Regions from separate parts of the Ovis aries genome. Here region 2 is linked to region 1. Evidence: chromatin contacts called from public Hi-C data. All regions are on one chromosome and are shown on one strand. Each heading gives the region's core, a stretch centred on a gene start, on an enhancer-like site or on the middle of the called end of the contact. The rest is flanking DNA. Distances are from core to core; before and after follow the strand shown. Region 1 overlaps MRPS11 (mitochondrial ribosomal protein S11). Region 2 holds the start of AEN (apoptosis enhancing nuclease).

Region 1 (6,573 bases), core at 2,197-4,696:
GCCCTGGGGCTCCCAGCAGTAAAGCTGTGTTGTCTTCCTGGGCACCCTGACAACAGCGCCACCCCAGCTGGCTCCAAGGCCCCCCGTTTCTGGTCTGAGACAGTGATCCTTTAAGGCCCCCAGCATGCTACTTGTAGGCACTCTTAGTATCATCCTTTTCAAAGCCCTCTTGGGAACACCACTTTCTAAAACGACAGCATTAAGGAGGATTTCACTTCTGGAATGATGGAGACCACCTGTGCTTCCTCTTCTCCACATGCCCCTCTGGATCTGTTCCACACCCCCTGCCTGGCAAGCATGCCCTCCAAGGATGGACCAGAAGCTCCCCTGTGTTCTGGTTCTCATTGGATTCAGCCGTTGGGGATGTTGGGTGGTCAGAGGCTGGAGCAGTCAGGGTGTTTCTTCACTCTGCCTCTGCGGGGCCGAAGTTTTGGCACAGGCTGTGTTCCCGTGACTGGAGCTTTGGCCAGGCTCAGGGGACAGGTCCTTCTCCTGCCCCTGCTGGTCCTCAAGGGCTCCAACGTGCTTATCCCCTGACCCTGCCCGCACTTCTGTAAAGTGAAATTGTTAGTTGCTCGGTTGTGTCTGACTCTTTGCGGACCCAGACCGCAGCCCACCAGCTCCTCTGTTGATGGAATTCTCCAGGCAAGAATACTGCAGTGGGTTGTCCTTTTCTTCTCCAGGATATCTTCCTGACCCAGGGATTGACCCCAGGTCCATCTGAGGCACCAGGAAGCCCCTCTTTTGAACCATCTGCCTCCTGCTCTGATTAACTAACTGCTCCAGGCCCTCACGAGCCCTGTGTTTTAAGCATCATGCTCACATGCAGTTTTACGGTGCAAAGTGTTAACTCCCTCTGGCAGTGGCTCTAACACCAGAAACCTTCAGTTGGGTTCCTTAGTCACTGGCCACAAGTATCCTTCACAGGTCCTGCTCAGGATGGAGGAGGCAGCAGGGAGACACTTTCCTCCTAAATGCACATTTAGATCATGGTCTTTCTCCCTTCTCTAGCCTGTACAGCACAGCAGCTTCCCTATTTGAGAGGGCGTTTGTGGACTTACTACACGGAGGTCAGGCAAATAGCAGCGCTTGGCTGGCTGGGCCCACGTGACACCTGTCAGGTCAGCAGGCCCTTCCTGTAGACTCACCTCTGAGGGTCGTGCACCTTTCCATCTCCTGTGATGCTTTCATCCTTGGTCCTCTTTGTCCGAGGAAGAGGGAGGGGTCTCTCTGGCTGGGCCCCTGGAGCCCCCACCTGTGGCTTCTGTGTAGCATCCAGTGACCCCAGAGCCCAGGCTGAGCAGTCAGTGCTACCTGGTGGGACCGGCTGAGCTCACCTGGCTGGGGACTCCCTTTCCTGCACTTCTGTCTGGGCTCTGCGCTCACCCATCCCACCATCCACACTAATTCCTGTTTCATACCACTCTCCCGTCCTCCTTCAGGGCCACACAATCTTGGGTGTTGGGACTGCTGACGCCCATGGAATGCGGAAAGATGCTTTGACTGTGGGGAATCTCTGATGGTTCACGCTGGTTATCTTTTTTACATGTAAGGGTTAACATCTTTATTTTTAAAATTTGTTTTGGAGTTTAGTTGCTTTATAATATTGTGCTAGTTTCTGCTGTACAGAAAAGTGAAGTGGCTATATATATTCCCTCTCTTGTTGGATCTCCTTCCCATTTAGGTAACCACAGACCATGTAGCAGAGCTGATGGTTCACGCTTACGAAAACCCCATCCCAGGACAATTCTCCTGCATTGTTAGGGCTAACTTTAGACATTTCCATTAACAGTGAAACCTACTATCAGAATACTCCAGAGGTAGGGGGCAAAAACCTCTCAATTTGGGGTCAAATTACAAGTTAATAAGAAAAGTTGCTAAAGAGCTCGGGAAACCTTGGTTTAGGGGCTAAAGAGGAAATATTTGAAGCCAATGAGGAAGTTGTCTGGTGCTTAGTTGCCCATATTTACATCTTACTCCTTCCATTGAGGGTCTTACCTCAATTCACAGTCTTGTTTTCAGGAACTGGGGGGAAGTTTAAGTCTGCAATGCTGGAAGCAAAGAAAAAAAAAAAAAACAAAAAACAACCAAACCAAAAACTCACAAACTACTACAGATGGTAGAAATAATTTTATTTTTTCAGAAGAGAAGCAGCATTTACTGCTGGGAGTCTAGGTCAAGCTGCCCTTTAACTCCCCTCATGTCCAAGAGAGGCACGGCTTCACTTCTAGCCACACCGCTCTCGTCAGAAGCAAGCAAAGGCCGCCGAGTAAGGAGGTGAAGGTCTCCCTTACTGCCCCAGGGTCTCAACGAGCCCTGCCTGGAGAGGCTGGACAGTGCGTTTTCCACGAGGCCCAGCTGGAGGCAGGACGACATCAGGTGCAGGCTTCCTGGCCCTCACAGCCTTCGCGCCTTCCTGGGGCGGCAACCGTTGTGTGGGATGGGGGTGTTGTCTGTGATTGAGATCACTTCCAGGCCCCCCATGGTCAGGCCCTTGATGGCAGACTGGAAGGGGCAGGAGGAACAGGAGGATGGCACAGACCAGAGATGACGCCCCGGTGTCCAGACAGGGCTCGGACAGGGATGGGGATGGGGAGGCTGGCTCTGACGCCTGCCATCCAATCCCCTCCTCCCAGAGGCCTCCTCCCAACCCCTCCCCCAGGCCCTCAGTGCTGCCCACCTCCCGGTCCCACCTGCCATTCCCCACCCTGCCCTTTACAACCTAAAGACAAACAAGTCTTAAGCATTACGCTTTTGTAGTTCCCCCTGCCCGCAATGTGCCCCTCGCCCCCAAACTCATAAACACACCTGGCTAGTCCCTCGGCATTCTTGAGAAATCAGTAGAAATGTCACCTCTTTGGGGACACTTTGGTGATCCCACCCAAAGGGCTCCCAGCACCCGGGGCACAAGCTTCACCACTGTACCCACGAGTCTGTCCAGAGGGACTCATTTGTGACAGGCCCCAGGGACCCCCTTCCTGTCCCCAGCAGGCACTCAGTAAGCATCTAAGAAACGGAAACTACGTGATCAGGGCTGGCCTGGAGAGGCTCAGTGGATCAGAAGCAATGGAGACAAACTTCAAGCCGTCAGGGAAGTCTAGTCCCTCCTCTGCCCCGACCCCTACTTCTCTCACTAACTGGAGGACGAAGCGCAGAGGCTGGGCTGTGAAGAAGCGAGGTCACTTACCAAGCGCCCGGGCCCCAGGCCTTTGACCACAACTCGGACGTGGGTCACGCCTTTCCCTGTAGCTTTCTGCCAAGGAGCAGCAAGTGGTTAGTGCCCCTGGGAAAGAACCGCAACAGTCCCAGCCTTTGCTACCGCCCCCTGGAGTGACAGGGCTATGAGCTCCAGGGGACAGGAACCCACACAGGCAAACAGGAGAGGACCGGGAAGGAAGCAGAGGGCTGACCGCTGCAGTGCAGACAGACGAGCGCAGTCAGCTGGGGGCCCTTTCCGCCCGGGACGGCACTGCCACCTAGTGGATACTTTGAAATATTGCTCAGATTGTTCTCTGGATAAATGCACAATTTCAGACCATAACAATCCCTGGACTCCTGGCTGAGCCTCAATACCCTCGTAAAGAGTATTCTTTAATCATTTTAAATCTTTCATTACAGTTGAAAGCTTTCTTTCTTGATTATAAAGGCGGTTTATTACAGAAAGTCTGGAAAACTCACAGAAGTCACTCAACCCACCGTGTGGAAGCCACCTGTAACACTGACATTATTTTCTAAGTGTATATAACGTGTCCATCTAGTGGCCGTTGGCGGCATTGTGATGGTCACTAATGCAGTGCTGTCAGTACTTAGGGAAATGGAGCTTTGTTCGAGGGTCAGGGTCTCCTTCAGGGGACACTCTGGGTTTGGCAGTGTGACCCTTTGTGGGGCCTGCGTCCCAGCAGCCAGTGTACAGGCTCTGGGCCCAGACCTGGGCGTTCAGTTCAGGGAGCCTGACTGGCTGCACGGCTGAGCAAGTGACACACTCCGAATGCCAACTGACTTTTAAAACGTGGGTAATACTGAGGGTCTTCGAGGATTCAAGATAATGAACATACAGTATCTGGTGTGTAGTAGATCTGCTCTGCCCTGCTCAGTCGTGTCTGACTCTGCGACCCCACGGACTGTAGCCCGCCAGGCTCCTCTGTCCATGGGATTTCCCAGGCAGGAACCCTTCTCCAGGGGACCTCCCCCCCGAGGGACTGAACTCGTATCTCCTGAGTCTCCTGCATCTGCAGGTGGATTCTTTACTGCTGAGCCATAAGGGAAGCTTGTATAGTAGATACTCCATAAACACACACTAACAGCGGCACACTGCCAACTTGCTTCTAGAAAGATCTGCAGCAGTTCATGCTCAGTCTAGTACTGCAGAAGCGTCCTCCCCAAACTACACCTTCTCCAGATGGACTATCACCACAACCCCACCCCACCCACCCAGCCCTCTGGTCTTTAAATCCAGAAGGCCTTGTGAGACTTCAGCAGCTGGCCCCTGCTCCTTCTAGCTACAATCACGTTAGGGGACCCGACACGAGTTGGCAAACTCGTGCTTCTGAAGGGCTAGTGCAAGGACAATCTTCCTCCTGGTGATCAGCCATGCAGAAAGTGGAGCCCAGCACAGAGGGAGCCGGAGAGAACACGCACGCACGTACGCATGCACGCACGCACGCACGCACGCACACACAGACACCTACCGCCGCAGCAGCTATGCCCGCTGTCTGTGCTGCGATGCCCGTGCCCTTCTTGGCATTCCGAAACCCCTCTGTGCCACAGGAGGCGCGGGCAAGGGGCTGGTGAGCGGCCGAGACCACCTGGATCTGTGTGCTGGGGAGGAAGGGGTGTACAGAATATGATGTCTGTTCAGGGGAGTGAGAGAGCACCAACCTATGCCCAGACAAGCCCCAGTGAGCAAGGAAAACACCATTTAGCTGCTTCCACCCTGAGCTTATCAGATGAGTTTTTTGAACTCTGGTAGGAGGTGTCAGGAAAGGTCAGAATCAACCCCTAAACCTCTGAAAACTGACAAGTCGCAAACTCTACAAGAAGCTATTATGCATGGAAAGTCTGTGTTCCCCCACCTAGATTCATGCTGAAATTCAAACCCCTAATGTGATGGCTCTGTGAGGTGGGGCCTTTGGGAGGCGATGAGGTCATGAGGGTGGAGCCCTTGTGAGTATCAGTGGCCCGTCTCAGTGGTCTCTTCCACCACGTGAGGACATGAGAAGCTGGCCACCTGCAGCCTGGAAGAGCTCTCGCTAGAACCCGACCCTGCTGTCACGCTGATCTCTGACCTGCGGCCTCCAGACTGTGAGAAATAAACGTCTGCTGTTTCAGCCACCCAGTCTGGTACTTTGTTGTAGCAGCCTGAGCTGACCGACACCAGCGCCATGATCTGAGGGCGCTGAGTGTCATCCACAGGAGGGGTGGCGTATTTTCCCCTTCACATCTTGCCTGAAGACAATGTTTAAAGTAGATTCAAAGTCCTTTCTGGCATTCCCCAGCCCCCCACCTCCCCAAGAAACTGAATTTCACATTGGGTGATTTTAATGACTTTTCACTGGTAAAGTTAGAATTTCACATTGGGTGATTTTAATGACTTTTTATTGGTAAAGTTTCAAATATACTCAAAAGCGGATATAATAACGTCTGAACTCCCCTGGGCTCACCATTCAGCTTCAACAATTAATAACTCATATCCAATCTGGTTTCATCTTTAAGCCTTGTTTCTTCTACTCCCCTCTACACCCTACTAAGGGTTTATTTTGAAGCAAATCTTAGACCCATCATTTCATCTGTATTTCATTATATATCTCTAAAAGATAAGTAGTCTTCAACAAGTTAAATTAAAACTAAGAATAACTTCCATAAATCCCTAGACTTGCTTTCCACTCCTCCCTTAACCACCACCTGGTCTCATGGGCTGAAGAGCCCTCGAGAACTCACAAGCAGGGGAAGTGGAGGGTGGTTACAAGGTGACCTGCTGGAGCCAGCCCTGGGCTGGGGCCATCTGCTATGGGCCTGGCTATGGCTGCCATTTCCCTCCTAAGGCTTCTTAGGTCTTCTACACCAAACAGAACCACAAGAGAATTGCTTGTCCCTGAGACAACCTCAACAGAGCTCTACAGAGTAGGCCTCTTTAAAAAAGCAAAGAAACAAAGAGAACTAGCCTATACCGTTATCAGCCCGAGAAGAGAGGGACACCCAGGGGCTCTGACTCTGGGCTTGTAAGATGACAGCTGAAACGTGTCCTACGGCACCTCGCCTGGCACCCCACCTCTAGCCCTGACCACCCACTGTCTTTTGTACTGTTCTCTAAATTGCTTCGCAGGCCACTGCTGACCAAATACCAACCCCACCTCTAAGTGTGGGCCAGTCTATGAGGATGTCACTGATGTCAGCAAGCTTTCCGCTGCCAACAGACAGTTGGGAACTTCCCCGGCACCATCTGAAAGCCACACAGAATGCGAGTCTTCCAACCTCGCTCAGCCCCACAAAGCAGACATCTGGTCCATAGTGGACCAAGGCCAAGTACTTTAAGTCGACCCTTATTTGGAGGTTTCCCTTTGCTTAGTTTGTTAG
Region 2 (6,626 bases), core at 609-3,108, 99 kb before region 1:
AGAACCCTTCTCCTTTTTAAAGGGGCTCTCAACTATAATCACCTTCATATTCACAAGTCACCTACTGAGGCTGACAGATACAGAACCTCAACTTGCCTTGGCCCAGTAATGGGGAGAATGAGGTCTAAGAAGACAGAGAGCCGCTAATAACTGCCTTCTGTAGGGGAGGAGGGACCTTGTCCTTCTCTGAGATGGCCAAGGACCCTGCAAGGTCAGGAGGCCTGGACTAGGGTCGATGGCCTCCCTAAACCTGTTGACAAAGTTTCAAAGAGGCCAGAAATTGGTGGCATGGTGGTAAAGAATTCACCTGCCAATGCAGGAGATGCAGGATCCCTGGGTTGGAAAGATCTCCTGGAGAAGGAAATGGCAACTCATTCCAGTTATCCTTGCCTGGGAAATCCCACGGACAGAGGAGCCTGGAGGTCCGTGGGGTCGCAGAGCCACATGGAGGAGGGGGGAAAAAAGGTCTCGGGGCTCTTTGTTCCAAGAAATGAAAGCAGTCCTCTTCTACATGTCCTGACTTAGCTGACACATCAGAACCAACAGTTAATCATCAAGAGCACACAGTCCTCATCTTGGGCTGCCACACGGAGCTCAGTGAAGCTAGGCAGAAGCTTCGCTCAAACAACAAATGTTTCAGTGAAGCAAACAAATCTCTCTCCCGCCCAGAACCAACATCTGAATCAGCAGCCAACAGGCCTTTGGGCAAAGGAACTCCAAAGTCAGAATCGCCAGTGGCCTCAGGGCCACCAACTTGTGGGCTATCAGGAAGATGGGCAGTCTAGACCCTGCTCTGGCACTAAAGAGCTAGATGAACAGGACCAAGACACTGTCTCCTAACTCAGGGGTCCCCAACCTCTGGGCCACAGACCAGTACCTCCTGTCAGATCAGCAGCCCCATTAAATGAGAAAGAACCATAAGGCACTTGAATTATCCAGAAACCATCCACCCTGCCTTCCCAGTCCATGGGAAAATTTGTCTTCCAAACCGGTCCCTGGTGCCAATAAAAGTTGGGGATGGCTGACCTAACTTAAAACTAGGGTTTATTAAACCCAGCGTCGAACTAGGTTGCTGCTGCTGCTGCTGCTAAGTCACTTCAGTCGTTCCCGACTCTGTGCGACCCCAAGACGGCAGCCCACCAGGCTCCCCCATCCCTGGGATTCTCCAGGCAACCCACCTCCAAAAAGCAGCTCATTATCAGAAACAATTAAGAAGTCTGTTTAAAAAGTCTGATTTCCAAGCCTACCCCCACACCTTCTCAACTGCCATTTGGGGAAAAGGGCCCTCGAATCTATTTCAGACTGCGCGGCCCCGCCCCCCGCAACAGGACACTAATAATCGCCGGAATTTGAGAAAAGCCGGCTCGATGAGATCCCCTGTGCTGCTGAAAAGTTAAAATGAGACAAGAAAGTCCGAGGAGATCCTGCTCAGTCTCCCATGGCCGCCGGCTTTCCGGGGAGTGACTTGCGGGCGGCCCGGCCTCACCAGGGAGGGACTGAAGCACTGGTCACTCAGGGGTCGCGGTTGCCCGGCCAACGCCCACCAGGCCCGGCCCCACTGCCCAGCGCCACCCACTCAGACCCGAGACCCTAGAGCAGGGCGCGATGCGGGCCAAGAGGCGCCCCGGGCCGGGCCTGCACTCCCGGGGCCCCGGGAGCAGAGCCGGCCCGGCCGGGAGTCCCCGGCCACAAGTCGGGGGCGGACACACCTCGCGGGGGCCCTCCGCGGCCTGGACATGTCGCGCCAGCCAGCCCCACCCCGAGATCCCCGGCAGGGTCCCCGAGATCACCTGAAAGCCCCACGAGTCCCCTCACGCCAGCACGTGGCGTCCAGGCAGCCGGCAGCCGCTACACGCCCGGGCAAGCCCGCTGCGGCCGCCCGCCTATTGGCTAGCTGGACGGCAGCTCCCGCCTAAGGCCTTTTCTGATTGGTCGGAAGCCTGGCTGGCTGCCGGTTGGCACTGGGCGCATAAGGGGCGGGGACTCCAAGAGGGGCGTGGTTTGTGCCCAGGCGGGCCCCACCCGCGGAAAATTTTAAAGCCGACTGGAGGGGACTGTGGCCTCTTTTCTCGCCAGGGTCCGCTCCCACCTAGGTCCCCAGGCTCCAATTCATCCCCCTCCCTGGGTGAGGATGTGGACTCTTATGAGCTCCGTGCCACTAAAAGCAGAATGACTTACTGTGTACACACCCACATTTGAAAAAGTTGGCCCCTTCCTCCTCCAGGGTTGAGGAGACTGGGTGAAAGAGTAATACACCTGATAAGCACTAAAGAAAGATTTTTTAAAATTAGGATTGCTTCTTCGGAGCAATTTTTTTCATTGGTCCTTTTGCAGTACTTTATTCATAAGTAATACGTTCCTGCCATGGGCTCCGCAGTGGGATACATAGAATAAGCTTCGTTGGTGGAGATTCTAGTTGCTCACAGTTTGGCACAGTAACAGAAGTTAACAGCTAACTTACTGCAACGTGAGTAATAAAAACAATAATAAAGAGCTTGCATTTATTATTGAGCATTAACAGTATGCCAGGCAAAACACCTGTTTAGTCTGAGGAACTCTTTGAGATATTATCTCTGTTTCACAATTAGGGAGACTGACATTTAAAGAAATTAAGGAAAAACAGCTCAAATCCAAACCAAGACCCTTACCTATGAAGTCAGATTCCTTCTAGCTCCATTTTGCAAGCAGCAGTGCCATCGCAAGGTAACGAGAGGGTCAGAGGTACCTGGGCCTATTTCTGACCAGAATATAGATTTAAGGGAAGCAGGACAAAGGATAAGGCCGCTGGAGAGATAAGCATTCCTACTCAGATTCTTGATGGTTTGGAGGAGATGGAAAGAGTTTCAGCCAGAGCTGGTTCACCAGCAGATCTACATTTGGGGGAGCTCACCCTGGCTGCAGTATGAGAGGAATGGGCCATGCCTGGAGAAAAAGGAGTGGGAGCAGGTGACTGTGGACACTACGGCAGGATAAGATCCTAATGGCCAAAGTGGTGCACGTGTGTGTGCCTGCTCAGCTGTGTTTGACTCTTTGCAACCCGTAGACGGTAACCCACCAGCTCCTCTGTCCACAGGGTTTCCCAGGCAAGAATACTGGAGTGGGTTGCCATTTCCTTCTCCAGAGATCTTGCCGACACAGGGATCAAACCTGCATCTCTTGTGTTCCTGCCTTGGCAGGCAGATTCTTTACCACTGCACCATGTGGGAAGACCAACCAGAGTGCTAGGTAGGGAGGATAAACAGCCTGGGACAGATTCCTGAGCTCCTTAGGAGGCAGCGTTGAGAGGACAGAGAAGGGAAGGAATGCAGAGTAGCTGTTTTCAGACAAGGTGACTTTGTCAGAGGCAACTCTGGGGACAGGAAGGGGTTCAAGAGAGTCAGTTACCAGAACCTCGACTCCTGTGGGACTAGACCTGGGAATGGAACTGGAGTCTTTGAAGTCCAGCTTCCCTCTCCCCTTGTATAACCAGCTGTCTCCCACTTTACAAAGGAAAGTCACAGACACACACCCAGTCTAAACTTTGCTCTGCAACATTGCCCTAGGAATAAAGGAGTCTCCCAATTCTGAATATGAATTGGGTTTCCCAAGTGGCTCAGCAGTAAGGAATCATCTGCCAAGCAGAAGACATGAGTTCTATACCTGGATCAGGAAGATCCCCTGGAGAGAGAAATGGCAACCCACTTCAGTATTCTTGCTGGGAAATCTTATAGACAGAGGAGTCTGGTAGGCTACATGGGGTCACAAGAGAGCTGGACACAACTCAGCAACTGAACAGCAACAACAACGGGCTATGATCCAGGACTGGCAAGAAACCCTTCTACCAGTCTATTGGTTTCCGATTCTTTGCTTTTGCTATGATCCAAGGAGGATTTAATCATGTTGTCAGCTAATAGGTCATTAAAAACATTGTTTTGAGGCTGGATAATTATCAGGAATCAAAAGAATTGAGAGTCATTGCTAGGAAAACTTCCTTCCACTTCTGTCTTTTATCTGAACAATGTTTATTAGTGCTTACATCCATAAAAACAAAATGGAAGGCCCAACTCTTTCTCATTCTCACAAAAAGTATAATCATCCCTGGATTTACAAATTTGATGGAAAAAAGAACTGGTTCAATCTCTTAAAGGGACACATTTCCAATGGCATTTCTAGTGAAAATTTACTTTTTATGTTTAAAGATTATTGCTCGGACAATGAAATGCTGTGTATTTATCATTTGCTCATTTGCAATACAAATAATTGCAACAATATCTCAATCCGGAAGGAAAAAATATAACACTGAGACCCCTATGGGTCACAAGACAGAAAAAAAGAATCACATTTGGAAACTTTATGGGTCACAAGACATTTTTCTAGTGTTAACAAGTTCAAATGGATGTACAGTTTCGTGGCATTAAAATGTGATCAGGTTCTCCAGAAAATATTACCAAACATGAAAACAGATGATGCTAGGATAAAACGCCATAGCAGAAGGTGAATGGAAATATAAGTTGAAGAAGAACAAAGAATGTTGCACATAAATAAAAAAACAAATCCAGATTAAGTAAGGAGAAACTGTTTGAAAGGATTAGTGGGGTGGATGATTGGGAGGAGAGATTTATTGCAATAGAGAAAATGCTCTGCTAATTCTTAAGAGTTAGGCAAAAAGAGTTTCCTTTTATAGGGAGGAGAAAACAGGGCCAGAAAGAATACACTGTGGAAGCAAGAGTGACCAGATCCTTTTATATCAGTAGATATTAGATTTGGAGATTGTTTTACCCTGCTGCTGCTGCTGCTGCTGCTAAGTCACTTCAGTCGTGTATGACTCTGTGCGACCCCATAGACGGCAGCCCACCAGGCTCCCCCGTTCCTGGGATTCTCAAGGCAAGAACTGGAGTGGGTTGTCATTTTCTTCTCCAATGCATGAAAGTGAAAAGTGAAAGTGAAGTCACTCAGTGGTGTCTGACTCTTAGTGACCCCATGGACTGCAGCCTACCAGGCTCCTCCGTCCATGGGATTTTCCAGGCAAGAGTACTGGAGTGGGTTGTCATTGCCTTCTCTGTTTTACCCTGAGGCCAGCCTATTCTCTGGAGGGATCCAGAGGGATTATAAACTGGCTCTGGGTGGGCCAAAGTTCAAGGGACCTGAGGGAAGAAAAGAAGCTTAACCAATGTTTGGTTATAAGCATTTTATTCCAATTGATCCATAGGTCCAACAGTTGAGTTAATCACCAATGAGGCAAAGAAGAGGAATTTGGAGTGGCGGTGCCAGGACTCAATCCAGGAGTTTTACCCCAGTCATATGGGGCATCGTATTTCTTTGCAGTAACTATTTTCTGGAACACAAAAGGATAGGGGAAATTTCTTCACCATTGCACCATTGATGTTTTCCAGGAGCACAGGGCTCAGATAAAATTTAACATTGTCAGTAAGAGCTTTTTTCATGTATTTTAAAAAATGGTTAATGTTGGTATCAAACTGCTATGATATATATAGCAGTTTGAAACAAATCTTTAAAATGTTTTAAAGATTTTTTTTTTACATAGATCATTTGAAAATTCTTATTAAATTTGTTACAATATTGCTTCTGTTGTTTATGTTCTGGTTTTTTGGCCACTAGGCATGTGGGATTTTAGCTCCCCGGCCAGGGATCAGACCCAAACCTCCTGCAAGGGAAGACCAAGTCTTAACCACTGGACCTCCAGGGAAGTCCCTGTTGTTCAGTCTCTCAGTCACATCCGACTCTTTGGGACTCCGTGGAGGCAGGCCAGGCTTCCCTGTCTTCCACTGTCTCTTACAGTTTGCTCAAACTCATATCCACTGAGTCAGTGATACTACCCAACCATCTCATCCTCTACCTCCCTCTTTTCCTTTTGCGTTTAATCTTTCCCAGCATCAGGGTCTTTTCCTATGAGTTGGCTCTTCACATCAGGTGGCCAAAGTGTTGGAGCTTCAGTTTCAGCATCACTCCTTCCAATGAATACAGACACATTAAAAAAAAAAAAGTCAATATTTCCAATACATCTTTTATAACTACCAAGGGTTATGACAAGACATTATCAAGCAAAAAAGTTGGAAGTCCTCAAGTATACAACATGGATGGCCCAATACTGGCATATCTTGTCTGTGAACTTCAAACTTTAGGGCCCTCACCCTCCCATTCCTTAAATGAACCTACCTCCTCCTTCCACAAAGAGTAGGGCTCCCCTATAACAGACCCCTTGAGCCGGGCTTGATGCGGGAAAGCCCATGATCCAAGTCCTGCCCTTTCTCCCTCTACCTTGTACATCAAGCAGCACTTGAGACGTATGACTTGACTTGTGCTTTGCCCTTACAAACCATCAAGCCAAACTCTCGAAGCAACATTCTGCCTTCCTTGCATGCCTATTTTTAAGACTTTTTTTCCTTTTTTAATGTGGACCGTCTTTAGAGTCTTTATTGAATTTGATACAATACTGCTTCCATTTTATGGTTTGGTTTTTTGGCTGCAAGACATTGGGGATCTCAGTTCCCCGACCAGGGATTGAATCCACACCTGCCTGCGTTGGAAGGCGAAGTCTTAATCACTGGGCCACCAGGGAAATCCCTCATGCCTGTTTTGAAGACTATCCGGGATGCTATGGGGATTCCCATGTGGCTGGATCCGGT

The links. A called contact is a pair of places that touch in the nucleus more often than the background predicts.
Region 2: a Hi-C map of hypothalamus shows a contact between it and region 1, with 5 times the contacts expected there. The contact joins the promoter of AEN here to the enhancer-like site in region 1. A contact is called at or near these places in 13 of 16 Hi-C or Micro-C datasets (blood, hypothalamus, liver and 5 more).

Annotation. Positions count from the first base shown.
Region 1 is chr18:18,876,299-18,882,871 of ARS-UI_Ramb_v3.0, reverse strand. It overlaps MRPS11 (mitochondrial ribosomal protein S11), which reads right to left. Exons shown (of 4, transcript XM_060401632.1): 4 at 2,116-4,818. The coding sequence ends at 4,506. Among named protein-coding and RNA genes, the nearest start is that of MRPS11, 9.7 kb to the right of the region's middle. Within about 2 kb of position 3,446, at least 9 of the 54 cell types and tissues checked have an H3K27ac peak or open chromatin away from gene starts, as enhancers often do. A contact at or near this core is called in hypothalamus and liver, where this site is marked.
Region 2 is chr18:18,973,930-18,980,555 of ARS-UI_Ramb_v3.0, reverse strand. It overlaps AEN (apoptosis enhancing nuclease), which reads right to left and starts at 1,858. Exons shown (of 4, transcript XM_042235654.2): 1 at 1-1,858. The coding sequence starts at 48. It overlaps LOC132658156 (a long non-coding RNA gene), which reads right to left. Exons shown (of 3, transcript XR_009597326.1): 3 at 5,153-5,948.